Regions from separate parts of the Oryctolagus cuniculus genome. Here region 1 is linked to region 2. Evidence: chromatin contacts called from public Hi-C data. All regions are on one chromosome and are shown on one strand. Each heading gives the region's core, a stretch centred on a gene start, on an enhancer-like site or on the middle of the called end of the contact. The rest is flanking DNA. Distances are from core to core; before and after follow the strand shown.

What was found. A called contact is a pair of places that touch in the nucleus more often than the background predicts.
Region 1: a contact with region 2 is called in a Hi-C map of an unstated tissue, with 3 times the contacts expected there. The contact joins two enhancer-like sites. A contact is called at or near these places in 2 of 6 Hi-C or Micro-C datasets (ear pinna and an unstated tissue).

What each region holds. Positions count from the first base shown.
Region 1 is chr1:30,201,116-30,203,815 of mOryCun1.1, reverse strand. No RefSeq gene overlaps it. Among named protein-coding and RNA genes, the nearest start is that of TRIM44, 120 kb to the left of the region's middle. Within about 2 kb of position 1,260, at least 1 of the 8 cell types and tissues checked has an H3K27ac peak or open chromatin away from gene starts, as enhancers often do.
Region 2 is chr1:29,776,597-29,779,296 of mOryCun1.1, reverse strand. No RefSeq gene overlaps it. Among named protein-coding and RNA genes, the nearest start is that of COMMD9, 32 kb to the right of the region's middle. Within about 2 kb of position 1,421, at least 1 of the 8 cell types and tissues checked has an H3K27ac peak or open chromatin away from gene starts, as enhancers often do.

The DNA.
Region 1 (2,700 bases), core at 11-2,510, 420 kb before region 2:
GCCAGGTTCAAGCAGAGAAAGTGGGGATGATTTTCCCCATCCTATGACTCCCCAATCCCAACCCCTTGGTGTGCTTCCTGGACTATGTCACCTATTCACTGTAGCCAAAACCAGCTGGATTGGAAGCAGAGTCTTAGCCGCTTGGCCACCCTCTGACTTCAGTCCTACGACAGGTGATTTCTACAAGCTGGGGGTATTCACCAAGAAAGGTCCCCTCCCCAGAATGGGAGCTGTGCTCTCTTCGTTGGAGGTCCTTGTTTTGTTGGGTTCTTCCTGCTGCTTCTGGCCTGCTCTGTGCTTCCTTTTGCCTGGACCCCACTTTGCCTTAGTGGGGCAGGCCGCACTTTCTTCCAGCTTCATGAAAGAATGGGTGAACATACAGAAGGCAAGAGGAAAAGAGTTGTAGTTCTGGGCCTGCTTATGCCTCCAAGCTCCACCTCCTATTGACGTGGCCACATCACATACTCCTAAACTCCTCGACACCTCATGACGCCTAAACTCCTGACCCCTCATACGCCCTCCTTCTTGTCCTTGAGAGGTAGAAGAAAAAGCTGCAGAGAAAACCTCTGCACCACCAAGAGGCTAGCACATGCAGTCAACAGCAAATACAAAACTCTACCGAAAACCCATGTCACCCACAAGCTCTTAGCAATGAGGAGTGAGTTTGGAGAACAGGTAGATTGGGAGATTGGGATCCCCAGTTCCCCACTTAAAAAATATTCTCCTCTGTAAGTTCAGTTGGGCCTTCTCTTCCTCTTGCCCCCATTTTGGCACACCTTTTGATTAGTGTTGACACCTAGAAATGATGGGAAGCCAGACTGGATCCTTAGTATCTCAGCTCTGGCCCAGGTAGCCCATTCCTCCATGAACAGGAATTGTAGATTGTATGCACTCATGCAGTGCCACACTAGGCCAGCAGGGGTCTGACATTAGTTGCTTTTAACCCCAAATAACTGACTTTGCAGTGTGATGGCTCCGTGAATGAACTTGAAGTGAAGAGCTAACAGCCACGGTTTGAGAAAGCAGAACTTGTAAGTATAAATAATGCATCCATTTTTGTAGTAGGCCTATAAACAGCCAAGCCCACAGGGCATCGATTTTCCTTATCCACAATGAAGTGCTTGGTTTAATCCAGTTTCCATGTTTAGCCAGAAAATACATTCATAAAGAAAGCTACCTTAATCCGGGAGCTTTGGGCCGTCCAGATTTCTGGCTGAAACTATTCACCAGTTGCTGTTTGTTCTCTAAGGAAGATGCCATGTTGGCCAAAGGTGAGGTAATAGAAAACAGTCAACGTCTTAAAAAGCATGAGGTCAGTGTTTGTAGGTCACACTGAAGTCAGTGTTTCAAATTGAGAGCTCCAGTCTTTATGTTGTCCTTGAATATATTTTTATGGTGGGTGATGATTCGAAATACCTAAGAGAAGTATTGTGCCTACCAGTTTTCAAAGTCCTTTCACACCCAGTGTCACATTGGGTCTTTGTTACAAGAAAGAAACTATGAGTCTCATAATCTGGCCAGTGAAGTCAAGGCTCAGAGAGGTGAAGGGAGCTTCCTGAGGACACACAGCTCGTAAAGGCAGAGCTGGCAATTCCCATGCCAATGCACCAGTTTGAGTCTGTGTGCATTAAAGGACTTTAACGTGTGCAAGATGTATACAATGCAACCTTGTTCTTTTGTCAGCAAGCAGCCTGATTTAACTTAGTATCTATTTATGGTTTATTGCATTGCTCAAAACTAAAGACACTGTAATTTCTTTAAATCGAGGGTTGCGTGCTTTTCATTAAGCACACCTACCTTCCCATCACACAGCCCTGTTCTAGGTTCTGCTTTCCCAAGAGATGATAGGAAGTGGCGAGAATCACATCTACGCAGACTCTGAATTTCTCTGTGTCCTCATCAGGCCGCTTCTGTCAGAGAAAGCCTGACCGTCTTCACGCAGCAGCCTGATGCGCCAGATGCTGCTATTTTTCTGGATGAGGATTAGGCAGGGGGCAGCTGCCTTGCCCGGGGTCACATGACAACCAAGGGCTGGGGCTGAGATCTGTGCCCAGGTAGCCAGCGCAGCCTGTCTCTTTCCAGGTTCGCAGTCACTGTACACACCAACAGCAGGCACTCCCCAGATGGCGCAGAAGAGGTACAAGGAAGCGCTCCTTCTCCACACGAATCCGGGGTGGTTGTGAGGACTATTTAAAACACGTGGCATTGATATACTTTGGAGAATGGGGGGAAAGTGTTACAGGTTCAAAAGAAATGCAGGGGCCAGCGCTGCGGTGTAGCGGGTAAAGCCACTGCCTGCAGTGCCGGCATCCCATATGGGCTCCAGTTCAAGTCCCAGCTGCTCCACTTCCGATCTAGCTCTCTGCTGTGACCTGGGAAAGCAATAGAAGATGATCCAAGTCCATGGGTCTCTGCACCCATGTGGAAGACCCGGAAGAAGCTCCTGGCTCCTGGCTTCGGATCAGCACAGCTCCGGCCGTTGTGGCCAATTGGGGAGTGAACCAGCAAATGAAAGACATCTCTCTCTCTCTCTCTCTCTCTCTCTCTCTCTTCTCTGTCTCTCCTTCTCTTTGTAACTCAGCCTTTCAAATAAATAAATCTAAAAAAGAAAAAGAAATGCAGCATAGATCTGAAAAGAACTTTATAGACAAGATTCTCATCTTGAAACCAGCTGCTGGGGCTGTGTGAGACCCTTAGCAC
Region 2 (2,700 bases), core at 172-2,671:
GGCCCAGGCTGGGTGTGCAAACGTGGGCAGGGCCTGTCCTAGGAACCAACGCAATTCCTCCTGAGGAGGCCGGCCTGGCCCCTGGGACAAGGCTGTCTTCAGCCCTGGCAGCTGCCTATACCGGAAGCTTTGACAGGCCCAGAGTCACTTTGCAAAGAGCCAGCAAAAAGGAGTTGAAACTGCCAGATGCCTTTATCGTGGGTGGAGCAGAGCAGAGAGCAGAGGCTGGACCCCGGGGCAGCTGGAGCTTGATGGGTGAGGTTCCTTCTGGGAGTGGAAAGCGAGGGAGGCAGTCAGCCCCTGCCTGCACCCAGAGAGGCTGCTCACCCAGGAAGACCACAGCCCACAGGCTTTCCTGAAGTCTGGCCACACCCTGCTGGGCCTCATGGTATGTGCTGTCACTCAGCTTTCCATCAAGCACCTGCTGTGTCCGCTGAGGCCCGTGCCAAGCACTGGGGATCCAGCATGACCTGGAGCAGCCCAGCCCCCACTTGCACACCTGTTGATTCCCCAGACTCATTCTCTTGAGAAGCTGATGCTGCCTCACCCTAAGCAGCACCAGGCATTCCTGACCCCCACACAGCCCGTCACAGCCCACCCAGGACAGCAGGAGCTCTTGCTTCTGTCCTTGAGTTTCTCCTCCCTGGCTTCTGGGTCCAGCCCTCACATTTGCTGGGATCTTGAAGACCGTCTGTCCCATGCCCCTTTCCTCACGGCGGGCTCAGTGCTCGTGTGCGTGCCGCGATGCCCAGTCCAGCTGGAGTCATCCTGTCCTGACTGATTCCGGATAGACCCAGCAAGGGGGCTGCACAAGCCAGTCAGGGCAGGGTCACAAAAAAACTGCAATGGATCCCTATGGCGTTTGGATTGCACTGGGGACAGTGAGAGCCCCTGGCAGAGGAAAGCTGGGCAGAGACATCATAGATTTCCCACTTGCTTGTTACACTCATTTCACAAATATTTATTGAGTGTATACTCTGTGCCAGGCTGTGCTGGGGCGTCCTCATGGCACACTGCGGCGTGGAGGCAGCTACGGAACAAGGTAAGTTTGTTGACTTTGTAAGACTGTCTACGGGCGTTGTTCAACTCAGGATGGGGTTCCATCCTGCTGACGCCACTGAAGGTGAAAGTGCATTGAACTCGCCTGGCCTAGTGAACAGCCTAGCTTGGCAGCACAGCACGTGGTGGAGCATCAGTGGTTTCCCCTCATGGTTGCAGAGCTGACCGCCAGCTGCGGGGACCCAGCATCTGCAGGGAGAGTGGCACTGCACGTCCCGAGCCCAGGAAGAGATCAGAACTGAAACTCTGGAGTTTGGTTTCTACTGAATGTGTGTTGCTTTTGCACCATCGTAAAGTCCAACAGTTACAAGTCAAACCACTGCGAGGCAAAGACCATCTGTCTCGGGGGAGGCACAGAAATAAGCAACTGTGCTGCAACTGTGAATAAAAGGGAAGCTCGAGAAAATGTCTCCAAGGAACAGAGCTGTTAGCGGAGGCCTCGACAGGGAGAAGGAGCCAGCCTTTCGAAAGAGGGCGAAGAATGTTCCAGGTGGTGGAAGAGTGCAAGGTTAAGTGCAAAGGCCCTGTGGCTGGATGGGCTTTGGAGGACCCTGGAAGCTGCTGGAACGGTGGTTGCATAGGCGCAGAGCGGGAGGCAGAGCAGGTCTTCATGACGGGGGCCCATCGCCGGTGAACAATGATGGCGCTGTACGTGCAGCTGGTGCAGACACGCAGAGAAGTGGGCTGAGACAGCGAGCAGGGCCTGTTAACGGAGTATGTGGGGAGAAGGCGGGGCCAGCCTCAGGGAGAGACGGGAAGGAAGGAGTGATTTTTTCCCCTCAGTTTCTGGTGCGAGCGCTTATCTTCTGACATGACAAAGCCTGGGAAGGTAGGACCACGTTTGCCGGGAAAACAGAACCACATTTACTTTATGGAAAGCATTGAGAGGCTGGCTTCCAGAGGACGAGCCCAGGGCAGGGAGCCCGCTTAGAAGCTGAGCCAGGACGCCCGGAAACAGATGAGGGGGAGGATGACCCAGGGTGGTGACAGCGGGGATGACGGGAAGACCGGTGTTCCTGCTAAATGATCAAGGAGAAGAGCTTCCCGCCTCTCCAGATGCTGCGGATTTCCGTCTGGGAGATGGCTGAGCGGGCCAACCGGAGGCAGGAGTCCTTTTTGGAGAACGTTGAAGAGCAGCCACCATATGGAGGGGAGTGGGGGCAAGTGATGTGGAAAATGGGGTCGCAGGAGAGGCCAGCCGAGGCTGCGGCACTGCGGCAGCTCCTGTAGCCGGCTGTTTGGCACGGGAGAGGGGACTCTGGAGCCATTTGTGCCAGCGAGAAAGCCATCCTGGGACGCAGATGGCCAGGCAGCCACGCCCAGGCCCGCTGGCTGAGGGAGGGAGGGGCTGGGGCCTTGCAGCGAGGGTGACTGTCCTGGGAGGCTAGGACGGGGCCCTGGGATTCCTGCCCTCCACATCATCACTGTCTCTCCCCGGAAGCTGGGCCCTGACTACGCAGTGACAACCTCTCCTTGTGGCCTTGCTGTCCTCGGAGTGCATCTCTAGCCTCCCAAGTTAGCAAAACGCAGGGGCTAGTGAAGCCTGGAATGACAGCTCGGTCCACTCAGGGCCCTGCCTGGACAGTCATCCATCCATCCATCCTTTCATTCATGCTGGTACGCATCTAACAAATGCTGACT